Linked DNA regions of Capra hircus: region 2 is linked to region 1. Evidence: chromatin contacts called from public Hi-C data. All regions are on one chromosome and are shown on one strand. Each heading gives the region's core, a stretch centred on a gene start, on an enhancer-like site or on the middle of the called end of the contact. The rest is flanking DNA. Distances are from core to core; before and after follow the strand shown. Region 1 has its middle 89 kb from the start of NEDD4L. Region 2 overlaps NEDD4L (E3 ubiquitin-protein ligase NEDD4-like).

Region 1 (5,635 bases), core at 62-2,561:
AGGCTGCTCAATTATTCATTCATTCATTCAAACACGGACATGAAGACTACTATGTACAGCGTGCTAGGTCCCCTCAGTCTGTCTGACTTTTTTGCTACCCCACGGACTGTAGCCAGCCAGGCTCCTCTGTCCCTGGGGCTTCCCAGGCAAGAATACTGGAGTGGGTTGCCATTTCCTCTTCCAGGGCCCAGGGATCAAGTCTGCGTCTCTTGAGTCTCCAGCATCTGCAGGTGGGCTGTTTACCTCCAGCGCCACCTGGGAAGCCCTGAAGACTAATTATAGTATATGGGGCTGAAACTAGTTTCCCTTTCACCTCACGTTTCTACCACATGGGAGGCAATGGGGTTCAGAAAACACCACCCCCCCAAAAAAAAAAGAAAAAGAAAACACCACCCCCAATATTACAAGCTGAAGGAATTTGAGGAATGACAGGTCCTTTTCTGATCTTCCCTTTACACGGGTCATAAATTTCTCTTGTGGAGGAAAGGAACATTCTTATCTCAGAGACAAAGGAACACCAAGCAGAATGCAAACAGACCTTGCTAAACATCCCTGGTTCTCTACGCCTCCCTCCTGCACTTTGTTCCACCAAATTCCTCCAAGACTGTCCCCTCTCACCAAACCCAGCATAAAACCGTCAGGTTTAACCAGTTCTTCGGGTCTTCATTTCCTTATGAAGTCTCCCATGTCGTAGAAAACTTAAATAAATCTATATGCTCTTCTTCTCTCAATCTGTCTTTGACTGTTAAATTCTCAGACCCCATCTGAAAAGGTCAAGGAAAACTCCTCCTGTGCAAAGACAACCATCGGTGTAACACCTCTGACTTTCACTCAGACACACACACACAGACACACATACATGATTGAGAGGGAGCCTCAGGCTGGGGGATGGAAGCTTTTCCCCTTGGGTATCTGGGGTGTTGATCTCTCCAGCTGTGGCCGTGAACTTGGCCTCAGCAGATGAGTTTAATGGAAGGCAGAAAAGGGAAAACACAAGTGTGCCCAATGCCCACCGCCAGCATCTTGGGCCACCTCCCCAGGCGCCCTGGCCTGACGCTCACTTTCCACCCATGAGCCTCTTCGTGCCGGGACTGCATACTCCTCTTTCCCGAATGGCCTGAGACTTCTTCTCTGGACTAGAGCCACTTCCTGCCTCCTTGGCCACATTTCCACTCTGAGAGCAGGAGGCTTCCTGCATCATGCCAGCTTGCAGAGTCTGTCTGGCCTGTGGACCATTCTTCTAGCCTGAACCCGCCTTCCCACGGGATCATGGCACCTGCTTCCCATGAATGCCCCCCGGCCCTGGCTGGGGCAGCCCCTTCCCGGGTTACTGCTCCTCCCTGGGCTCTGCCCAGGAAACCCTGGAGCTACCCCCTCCTCCTCCACCTCCTCTACAAAGTCCTGGCAGATGAAACTGGGGCAAAGGGACTAAGCGGAAGGGTTAAGAACTGCGGCAGACAAAAGGAGCCTTTGCTGTCAGCTGCCATCTCCTGCGGGCTCTGGCCTCTGACACCGTCCTGTTAATGCTCACTCACTGATCCAGAGCACATGGTCCCCCCTTCCCACCATCTGCACAGCAACTTAGCTGCCTGGCTGTGCGTACCGCAGACTGTAAATAAACCAGGAGTCTCAACTTCTGAGGGCAAACCAAAGCGCAGAAATGACGGTAATTCCATTCCTAACCCATTGACATGCAGGCACTGATACGAATCGCGTTCCTGCTCCAGCTGTTTCATTGTCACAAATCATCCTGGGTGATAAAACCATCAGGATACATAACCAAACAACCCCCTTCCAGCTCCCACGCCTCCCCAGCTGCCAACACAGTCTCGTTTAAGTACAGCAGAAAATCTGGTGAAGCGACGGGGGATTGAAGGTCCCCTCCCTCCCCCAATGATTCACTGTCTAAAATGGATATGAACTGTGATGTTCCAAAGAAAACGTCAGAAATGATAAGCTATTGTGGCAGGATGGAGCTGGGGATTGTTTCAGAAGAACTTGGATCCGGGGCACTCAAGTTCTCCTGCTCGCTAAGATCCATGCACGTCAGCTTCTAAGTGTTGGATCTTAACAATCATTGAGCAGATGGGCTACAGCCATGATTTCGTGCGAATGTAAATTATCTCCTAAATGAAATGTGCTTGAGAGACATACAAGCAGCTCAAATTTCCAAACACAGAGGGGGAAAAAGCAGCTCACCCAAGTCCCATTATTTACTCAGCTGGTTTTGCATGAGAGTTTCTGAGCCAATGTTTTGAAGAATCTACCTCACGGTCTAAGGAACAGGGAGCGGCAGGGTGCTCGGTGTGGAATTCTTTCTCTTTCCCAGACTTCAGCAGCAAGCCCACGCCAGAGACGGAAGAACTTGGCTATTCCCTGGGCAGAGTTCAGGAAGGTTCACATTCTAATTCTTTTTTTTTCCTTTAACATACTTTAAATTGAGGTTTAATTAACGTGCAATGAATGGGGACAGCCCTTAGATGTCCACAGGGATGAATTTTGACAATTGTCAAACACTCGTGGAACCAACACCCAACACAAGATGAAGAACATATCCACCACACCAGAAAGGTTCCCTCCCTATCCCCAGCCAGGCGACCACTGATTTGCTTTCTGTCATTACAGAGTTCGTTTTGTCTTTTCCAGAATGTCGTACAAGTAGAAGCATGCAGTAAGAACTGTTTGATGTTTTTTAGATTCTTTCATCCAACATATTGGTTTTGAGTAATTCACTGAAGTTGTTGCATGTATTCACAGTTCGCACTTTTTAAAAAATTGCTGAGTTGTGTTCCATTAGAAGAATATATTATCAATTTATTATCGTATATATTATCATTTACCCAGTTATCTCTCTGTGGACATTTGGATTGTTTCCAACTGTTGGCTCTAATTCAATGAAGAAAGGAAAGTCTTTTTAACATTATCACTGGAACAACTGAATTCATGGGTAGGAAAAAAACTCAGTCACTCCATATATGAAAACTAACTCAGAATGGATCACAGACCAACGGGTAATACCCACAGACGCAAAGCTGCTAGAATAAAGCATAATAACCTCATGACCTTGGGATGGGCAAAGAGGTCCTTAGCATACAAAAAGCACTAATCATTAAGACATAAGTTAGATGTCATAAAAAATTTTAATTACATTTAATTAAAATTCACAAAATGAATAGACTAATCACAGATGGTCTAAATATAACACATGTATCTGATAAAGGACTTGTAACCAAACTATATAAAGAATGCTTACAAATCAATAATGAAAAGACAACCCAATTAAAAATGGCAAAAGACTTAGATACTTCACAAGAGATGTGGAAAAGACAAATTCGCAAGAAAAGTGTTTAACACCTTGTAAACCAATTTTTAAAATTTCTATGTGAAATTCTTCTGGTAGGCCCTCATTCCCCCTTTAACACTGGAAAACTGGATATAAAATGCTAAATGGAAATGAATCTTGCCTTCAAAGATTTAGTCTCTTAACCCTCCCAGACTCTCTGCTTAGTAATTACAAAGCACTTTTCAGAATTGCTGAGGTGAACAGGCCTGCAGCTGCCAGAGCCCTCTTTGTGTGGTTTGGTGTTGCAAAAGGGAAACATTGAGAGAGCTGGCAGCCTTGGGCCACACAGGGGAAAGGAAGTGGGTGGCTTGTGGGCTTTGGGAAGAGCAGGTGGGAGGGGAGAGAGAGGAAGTGTACAGGGGCTGCAGCAACAAAGGGCTGGGAGGCGGGGTGGGGTGGGCTCTGTTCAAGTTCAATGTCAAGTTCAGGTTTGGTGTCGCTTTTGAAAGTAGAGTAAGATAAAATCTCCAAAAGGCTGTCATCGCCAAGCATTTAAAAGTGAATCCCCTATAGGCTCCAGGTTTCTTCCATGTGACTGGACTTGGGCCAGTCATCCTAAGAAGAACAGCGTTTATAATTCATCCAGTGCAACTTCTTATTGAGCACCTACCACATTTCAGCGTCTAAAAACAAGCATGGTAAATGCATAGCTGCCCAGCACACGTCATCAGGAAGCTTAACAGACTCCACAGAGGCGGTTTCTTCATCTCATTAGTCAACTCTGCACACGAGGTAGCCAAGGAAAGTGAATAGTGACAGAAGTGCCCCCAGCGCAGGGCATTCAACGCACTGGAAACCCGCTGCTTGTTAGGGAGGCGATTATGTCACTCTCTGAGTCTGGGAAACTGCAGGGGAAAAGGCCAAGCATTTTATTTGGATCTTGACTAGAATCCAATTGAGATTAGATTTCAGGTGAAAACAGAGTTTGCTTTCTCAACACATTTTAAGGACTGTGGCAAAGTGGAGGAGAAAGTACTAAGTGTGCTAAGAAGGAGGGACGGTCTTGAGAATGGCATTGACTCCAGGGTGTGGGACTTAACAGGGGCACAGTGACATCTGATCACGCATGGTTCACGTGTGAGGGCCCCACATAAATTCAGCAGACAAAACGGATTCTCATCTATTTCAAAATGCAAGTGAATAAAATATAGCAGTATATTTTCTGTAACTCAAAAGACCCCAAATATCATTCCAATATATAAAGTGAAAGTGAAGTCACTCAGTCGTGTCCGACTTTTTGCGACCCCATGGACTGTAGCCTACCAGGCTCCTCCGTCTGTGGGATTTTCCAGGCAAGAATACTGGAGTGGGTTGCCATTTCCTTCTCCAGGGGATCTTCCCAACCCAAGGATCGAACCCGGGTCTCCCACACTGCAGGCAGATGCTTTACCATCTGAGCCACTATAACCAGTATGAAATTTGCTACTGAGGCATTTTATGTCCTTTTTTTTTTTTTAATACTGATCTTTTGCAATTAGATGTGTATTTTACACATAGGGCACTTCTCCGTTTGGACTGCATCTCAAATGCCCAAGAGCCACACACAGCTCATGTGTGTAGGAGCTCATGGCCGCTGCCGTCCTGGACGGAATGGATGTTGGGTCTCACTGCTCAAGCTTGGTCTGGCACTGCTTTTGCACACGCGTATTTTCTTCTCAAGAATGCATCTCCTTAGGGACTAGCCTAGTGGTCCAGTGGCGAAGACTCCACACTCTCAATGCAGGGGGTCCAGGTTCCATCCCTGGTCAGGGAACTAGATCCCACAGGCTGCAACTAAGAGTCTGCATGCTGCAACTTAAGATCACGCACGCAGCAACTAAGACCTGGCACAGTCAAATTAATAAACAGGTACTTTTTCAGGAAAGACTGCAGTTCCTCAAAGGCAAGATGGACATCTGCTTAACCTTGTAACTTCCACAGTGCCCTGCCTAAAAGGGCTGTTTATCAAATACTGGTGGGCTAAACTTAATTGAATAAAAACATCAGTTGTCTAGTTTAGCCTCCTGAATTTTTACTCAAAATGTTACTATTCTTTAAATTGTCATTTTGTGACTTAGAAATGTATGTTGCTCTCTGCTTAATTATCTTGGGTACATGCCGATCTGGTTTCCTGCAGTGTTATCTATCTGCTTTCTTTAGAGGCATCTGTCTTTCCTGTAAATCAGGAATGAGGGTGCCACTCTACTCCACCTCCGTGTTCCTCCACGCTCTGCCTCCCAGGAATGATGCCAGAGTGGGAGGGGACAGTGGGACACAACCATGACAGATGCCTCTTGCATTTCCCACACCTGT
Region 2 (5,934 bases), core at 1,238-3,737, 160 kb before region 1:
CCAGGTTCCTCTGTCCATGGGATTCTCTAGGCAAGAATACTGGAGTGGGTTGCCATGCCCTCCTCCAAAAGATCTTCCCAACCCAGGGATTGAGCCCAGGTCTCCAGCATTGGTAGGTGGATTCTTTACCACTGCACCATGCTGGTAAGGAGAGAGTGCCAAACCACGCCCTCCACCCAAGGCAAGAAGCAGCATCAACCCTGACTCGAGTTTGGATAAGAAGCCAGCTGGGTCAAGCCAAGCCCCTTCCTCTGGTTCCACCCTTCCCACCAGGATAGAGACCTGTCCAAGGAGGGACCCTCTAGCTGGTGAGGCGCCCCAGGCCCGTGCTGGTCCTCACCGGGGTGGGCATGGGCGGGGGCGGGTGGGGGTGTTACATCTGCCTGGATCCACGTGACCGAGTCCACAGGCCCAGCCACAGAAGCCACGTCCTCCTGTGTCAAGCTTTGGAACAAGTAAAGGTGACGCTCTGGTCCTCTGTCCCCAGCCCCTCCCCAACAGTCTTCCTCAGCTTCTCTGATGGGGTGCTTTTCCTGGACCCCTGAGTGCTAGCTTCTGCTGCTCAGGGCAGACGGCTTGGCAGGGGGCGGGGGGGGGGGGGTCCAAATTTAGAGTACAAAGCCTCACCTGGAGAGGACAGTTTAAAATGCAAATTCCTGACCCTAGGCCCATAAATGCTGATGCAGCAAGCCTAGGGAGCTCTCAGAAAACTGCACCTCTAGACAACCACAGCTTAACCAAAACCACCCTTGAGAAAGCCTTGGAGAAAGTTCATGGCTCTTTACCTCTGAGCTTAAGAAACCCAGTATGTTAACGACGACTCTGATTTTCCATTTCTGGAAGTGGAATGATTTTATGGCCGATTTAGTGACCCACAGACAATGCTCACTGGACAAAACTACAAGGGAGCGATGCAATCCTGAGCGTGCTGAAACAACCAGACACGCCAGCTCATCACTGTGCCCAGCTGGACGCCAGCCTAAGTCACTCAGGGACCAAGGAGGCGTGCCGCGGACGGTGCCAGGCCCTCACACAGGGCAGGGACCGCCGAAAGGGGACACGGCAGTCTGGGGGAAAACTTGGCAGTCCTGGGTATGACTGAGTCATCTAAGAATCTTTCGGTCTAAATGCATTTCCCTTCAGATAACCTCCCACCTCCAACCCAAACCTGAAGTTCCAAAGACAGAGTGTTGTCTCGGGCCTGCCAGACAGACACAGCGCATTGATTTTTCTAGTCTCTTAGCAGAAGCAAAAGAATTGTGTTCCAAGGTCTGAGGGTCAAAACGTGACGCTCAAACAGAACTTGCTAACCTGGTATGAACGATATTCCCGGCTGTGTGTTCCTTTACCCACGGCTCAAGTCCTCTTTGTCCCAACTGCACTGTCGTACGCCCTGTCCATCCAGGACGTGTGCTTTCTCCGCTAAGGAGCTATTCAACTGAACTGACAAAGAAAACAAGTCATTCTTTTCCGTTTTCTGGCCACACCACATGGCATGTGGGATCCTGGTCCTCTGAGCAGGGATCAAACCCCTGCATTGGGAGTGCGGAGTCTTAACCACTGGACCACCCGGGAAGTCCCAGGTCATTCTTTCAAAGGTCCTAAAATCATATCATAATTCCTGGTTCTCCATTAAGACGGTGTTAGCACCCTCCCCAACCCAAGCACTGAAAATCACAGTCTGATTATTTTTCAAAAACTTCTGCAGCCATGAAAAACCTTTACACTAATCTCGGGAGGACTCCTGGGCCTCTCCAGTGCTGCTCTAATATGCTGCACTCATGAGAAGAACACAAGGTTAGCCTTCATGCTTCCGCAACAAACCAGTCTTCACGAAAAATCCAAACCTAAGCAGATTCCATCTCTCCTAGTCACAGCTTCAAAAACCTCCACCATCCTCCAAGCCACCGACGAATTCCAGGGTGAGCTCAGACACATTCCAGAAGGTATTTCCAATCTGTGATCTTAAAGCCCCTACTGAGTGCCTCCCCAGGGTTGGGGAGGGGAGGGGAGAATATAAGGTAGATACCAACAGGAATCAAGTGAAAAGACAAAAAAGCAAGCACTGGAACAATTTTCTAGTGTCAGAAAGACGAAGGCTCCTGCCATGGCAGGCAGAATAACGGCCCCCAAAGACGGCCACGTCCTAATCCCAGGGACTCACGACGACCTCAAGTCAGAGAAAGAAGGGGAGTTAAGGCGGGCCACCAATCAACCTTAAAATACAGAGTCACCCTGGATTATTCAGACGAGCACAATGTAATCACAAGGGATCTTCGGAATGGAAAAGGGAGGGGCTTCCCTGGTGTTTCAGCGGTTAAGAATCCGCCTTGCGGTACAGGGGACGCAGGTTCTATCCCTGGGTGGGGAACTCAGATCCCTCATGCCACAGAGCAACTAAGCCAGCGCCTCAACCACGGAGGCCACGCGCCACAACTAGAGTCTGCAGCGCAGTGCAATGGGCCACACCATGGACCCAAGACCCCGCATGCCTGTGACCGAGGGCTGGCCGCAGGGCCACACGGCTGGCTTTCAGCGCAGCAGAGGGAAGCCGTGAGCCCATGGATGGAGGTCTCCCACGGAAGCTGGAAAGGGCAAGGGCCTCAGGCCTGGAGCCCCGGGTTTGATCCCGCCTTGACGACACCTTGATTTTGGCCCCATGAGACCCATGTGGGACTGCTAACCTACAGGGCTAGAAGATCTGAAGTTCGTGTTGTTTGAAACCACCAAATTTGTGTTGATTTTCTACACTAACCATGGAAAACCCATCTTCAATGCCACAGAAGGTCTATGGCTCCTTTTTCTGGTCTATGATGCTGCTGCTGCTGCTGCTAAGTCACGTCAGTCATGCATGTCTGACTCTGTGCGATCCCATAGATGGCAGCCCACCAGGCTCCCCCATCCTTGGGATTCTCCAGGCAAGAACACTGGAGTGGGTTTCCATTTCCTTCTCCAGTGCATGAAAGTGAAAAGTGAAAGTGAAGTCGCTCAGCCGTGTCTGATTCTTCGTGACCCCATGGACTGTAGCCCACAGGCTCTTCCGTCCATGGGATTTTCCAGGCAAGAGTACTGGAGTGGGGTGCCATTGCCTTCTCCGGGTCTATGGTGAGTGCTAGGCAAAAAGACATGGGGGCTTCCCAGGTGGTGCTCATGGTTAAGAATGCACCTGCCAATTCAGGAGACCTAAGAGACTCAGGTTCGATCCCTGGGTGAGGGTGATCCCCTGGAGGAGGCCATGGCAACCCCCTCCAGTATTTTTGCCTGGAGAATCCCATGGAAGGAGGAGCCTGGCAGGCTACAATCCACAGGGTCACAAAGAGTCAGGCACGACTAAGGTGACTTAGCACACATGCTCAGGCAGAAGGACATGCCGGACTTTAAAAAGCAAGAGAAAAAAGATGAAGGCCTTTAGAAAAATCTTCCCAGTGATTCCAACAAGGAAAGAAAAAAATGTCTATACCTTACAAACACTGCCCAACAGCAAAACTGTCACTGGGAGCCATACTTCAGCTCCCCGTGTAAATAACACCAAATTTGCCCAAGTGTAAGAAGCTTGTGAAAACACATTTTCTAATTTGCTCGATAAATTTTAATTATGGAAGGGTCATTCAAATATTTGCTTAAGAGATAGCAAGCCCCTGAAAGCTCAAAGACGGCACGTCTGCCTTGTCTTTGCCAGTGTGTTTACTACAGATGTTCGAGGAGGGGTGTGTGTGTGTGGTGTGTGTGTGGTGTGTGGTGTGTGTGTGTTACTACAGATGTTCGAGGAGGGGTGTGCGTGTGTGGTGTGCATGTGTGGTGTGTGTGGTGTGTGGTGTGTGTGGTGTGTGTGTGTGTGGTGTGTGGTGTGTGTGTGTGTGTGTGTGTGTGGTGTGTGTGTGGACAGTCGCTCACTCATGTCTGACTCTTTGCAACCCCATGGACTGTAGTGTAGCCCACCAGGCTCCTCTGTCCATGGAATTCTCCAGGCAAGAAGACTGGAGAAAGTTGCCATTCTCCCCACCTCCCCCCCCACCCCCCACCAGATCTTCCTGACCCAGGGATCGAACCTGTATCTCTTGCGTCTCTTGCATTGGCAAGCGAGTTCTTTACCACTAGCGACACCTGGGAAGCCCGTTAAAGGAGGTATCTCCCTGCAGCAGAAATAAGGAGATGGGACCTACCTCGGGTCTAGAAGTATACATATACATATCTTCTTGGAAAAGGAAGGGTAAAGCTAGAGTGCTCAAGCCCCAGGTCCGGGGGCTCAGCTCCGAGAACACCTCGGCGTGGGCTCCTCGGCAGGTAGATCTGACCCCTGACCTTCCTACCTCAATCTGTAACTTGTCCCTGCACCCATTCTTGCCATCTCCCCGACCCCCTCCCACTGTAATCCATTTGAGATGTTTTCTATTAAGTCAGATGATGCCACTTCCCTGCTTACAACCCTTCAGTGCTATCTCACATCATCTTGAATAAAGTTCAAATTATTTGCAGCTCCGCAAGGCACCACTCAATGTGGCCGCCACTTTGGTCTTTTTTCTTCCCAGTGCCCCACACACTATTTCAGTTCCTCCAACCCACCAGAGCCTCCCAGCTTCAGAAAGCCCCTCTCCTGCCTCTGGGTCTCAGCTAAAGAGTCACTTCCTCACAGAGGTCCTTCCCAACACATCCCCCACCAAACACAAAGCAAAGCCCAGCATGCAAGCACCCAGCATGCAAGCGCCCAGCATGCTCCTGCAGAGAGATCTGCTTTGACAGCCCTGTTTTATTTTGTAACCCCATCTGCCTTTTTCCCTTAAGATCTGCCCTCAACCAGAAGATACACTCCATGAAGACAGAAACCCTATCTCAACACCATGGCAGACTAGTCATTCAGTAAAGCAGGTTCACTCAACACATGAACTCCAGAAGGTTCTTATCTCTAAATACTATGTGGTTTTACAAAATAAATATTCAACTGTATACACTGAAAACCCTATTTAATTTTACCCATCACAAACTGAAGTCAGCTAAAGAATGAAGACAGGGACTTCCCTGATGGTCCAGTGGTTAAGATTCCAGGCTTTCAATGAAAGGGACGCAGGTTCAATCCCTGGTTGGGGAACTAAGATCCCACATGCCTTGTGGAATGGCCAAAAGATTTAAAAAAAAAAAAAAAATTCTTTTTAAGAATGAAGACAAACAGGAACCCCCACCAGTTTCTCAATTAAGTACAGTGACAGGATGGGATTTTTTTGTGGCAAAGCAAGTTAATTCTCATTGCAATTTAAACTTGTTTAAACTGGAAAGTTTCTCAAAGAAAAGCCATTGGACTTGCCAATTGGTTAAGCTGAAGAAACCAACATTGAGCAAAATATCACATTTTATACTGAGAATGTGGGTCCAGTACTGGGAGGGAAGCACTTCCTATGAAACCTACCCGCTGGAAACCTGACAAATCCGCACAGTTGTAAAAGCATGAGTTGCCAGTGACAGAAAGGATGTGCAGAGAGAGAACCGGGGTGTCAGAGCTCCCTGTTAAATGATTTAAAGCAGCACGTGCCACCTGCTGGGACGGCTCTAATCAAAGACTGACTATAACAAGTGTCGACAGGGACGTGGAGGACTCACACACCACTGGGCAGGGGGATGTGGAATGTTCCAGCTGCTTTGGGAAAAAACCTGTCAGTTTTTTCAAAGGATTAAACAAAGGTCCGTCTAGTCAAGGCTATGGTTTTTCCAGTAATCATGTATGGATGTGAGAGTTGGACTATAAAGAAAGCTGAGCACCGAAGAATTGATGCCTTTGAACTGTGGTGTTGGAGAAGACTCTTGAGAGTCCCTTGGACTGCAAGGAGATCCAACCAGCCCATCCTACGGGAAATCAGTCCTGAATATTCACTGGAAGGACTGATACTGAAGCTGAAACTCCAATATTTTGGCCACCTGATGCGAAGAGCTGACTCATTTGAA

What was found. Hi-C and Micro-C count contacts between places; a contact is called where the count stands out from the background.
Region 2: a contact with region 1 is called in a Hi-C map of blood, with 4 times the contacts expected there. The contact joins two enhancer-like sites. A contact is called at or near these places in 2 of 5 Hi-C or Micro-C datasets (both in blood).

Annotation. Positions count from the first base shown.
Region 1 is chr24:57,273,232-57,278,866 of ARS1.2, reverse strand. No RefSeq gene overlaps it. Among named protein-coding and RNA genes, the nearest start is that of NEDD4L, 89 kb to the left of the region's middle. Within about 2 kb of position 1,311, at least 1 of the 5 cell types and tissues checked has an H3K27ac peak or open chromatin away from gene starts, as enhancers often do.
Region 2 is chr24:57,430,319-57,436,252 of ARS1.2, reverse strand. All of the region lies in intron 1 of NEDD4L (E3 ubiquitin-protein ligase NEDD4-like), which reads right to left. Among named protein-coding and RNA genes, the nearest start is that of TRNAE-UUC, 52 kb to the right of the region's middle. Within about 2 kb of position 2,487, at least 1 of the 5 cell types and tissues checked has an H3K27ac peak or open chromatin away from gene starts, as enhancers often do.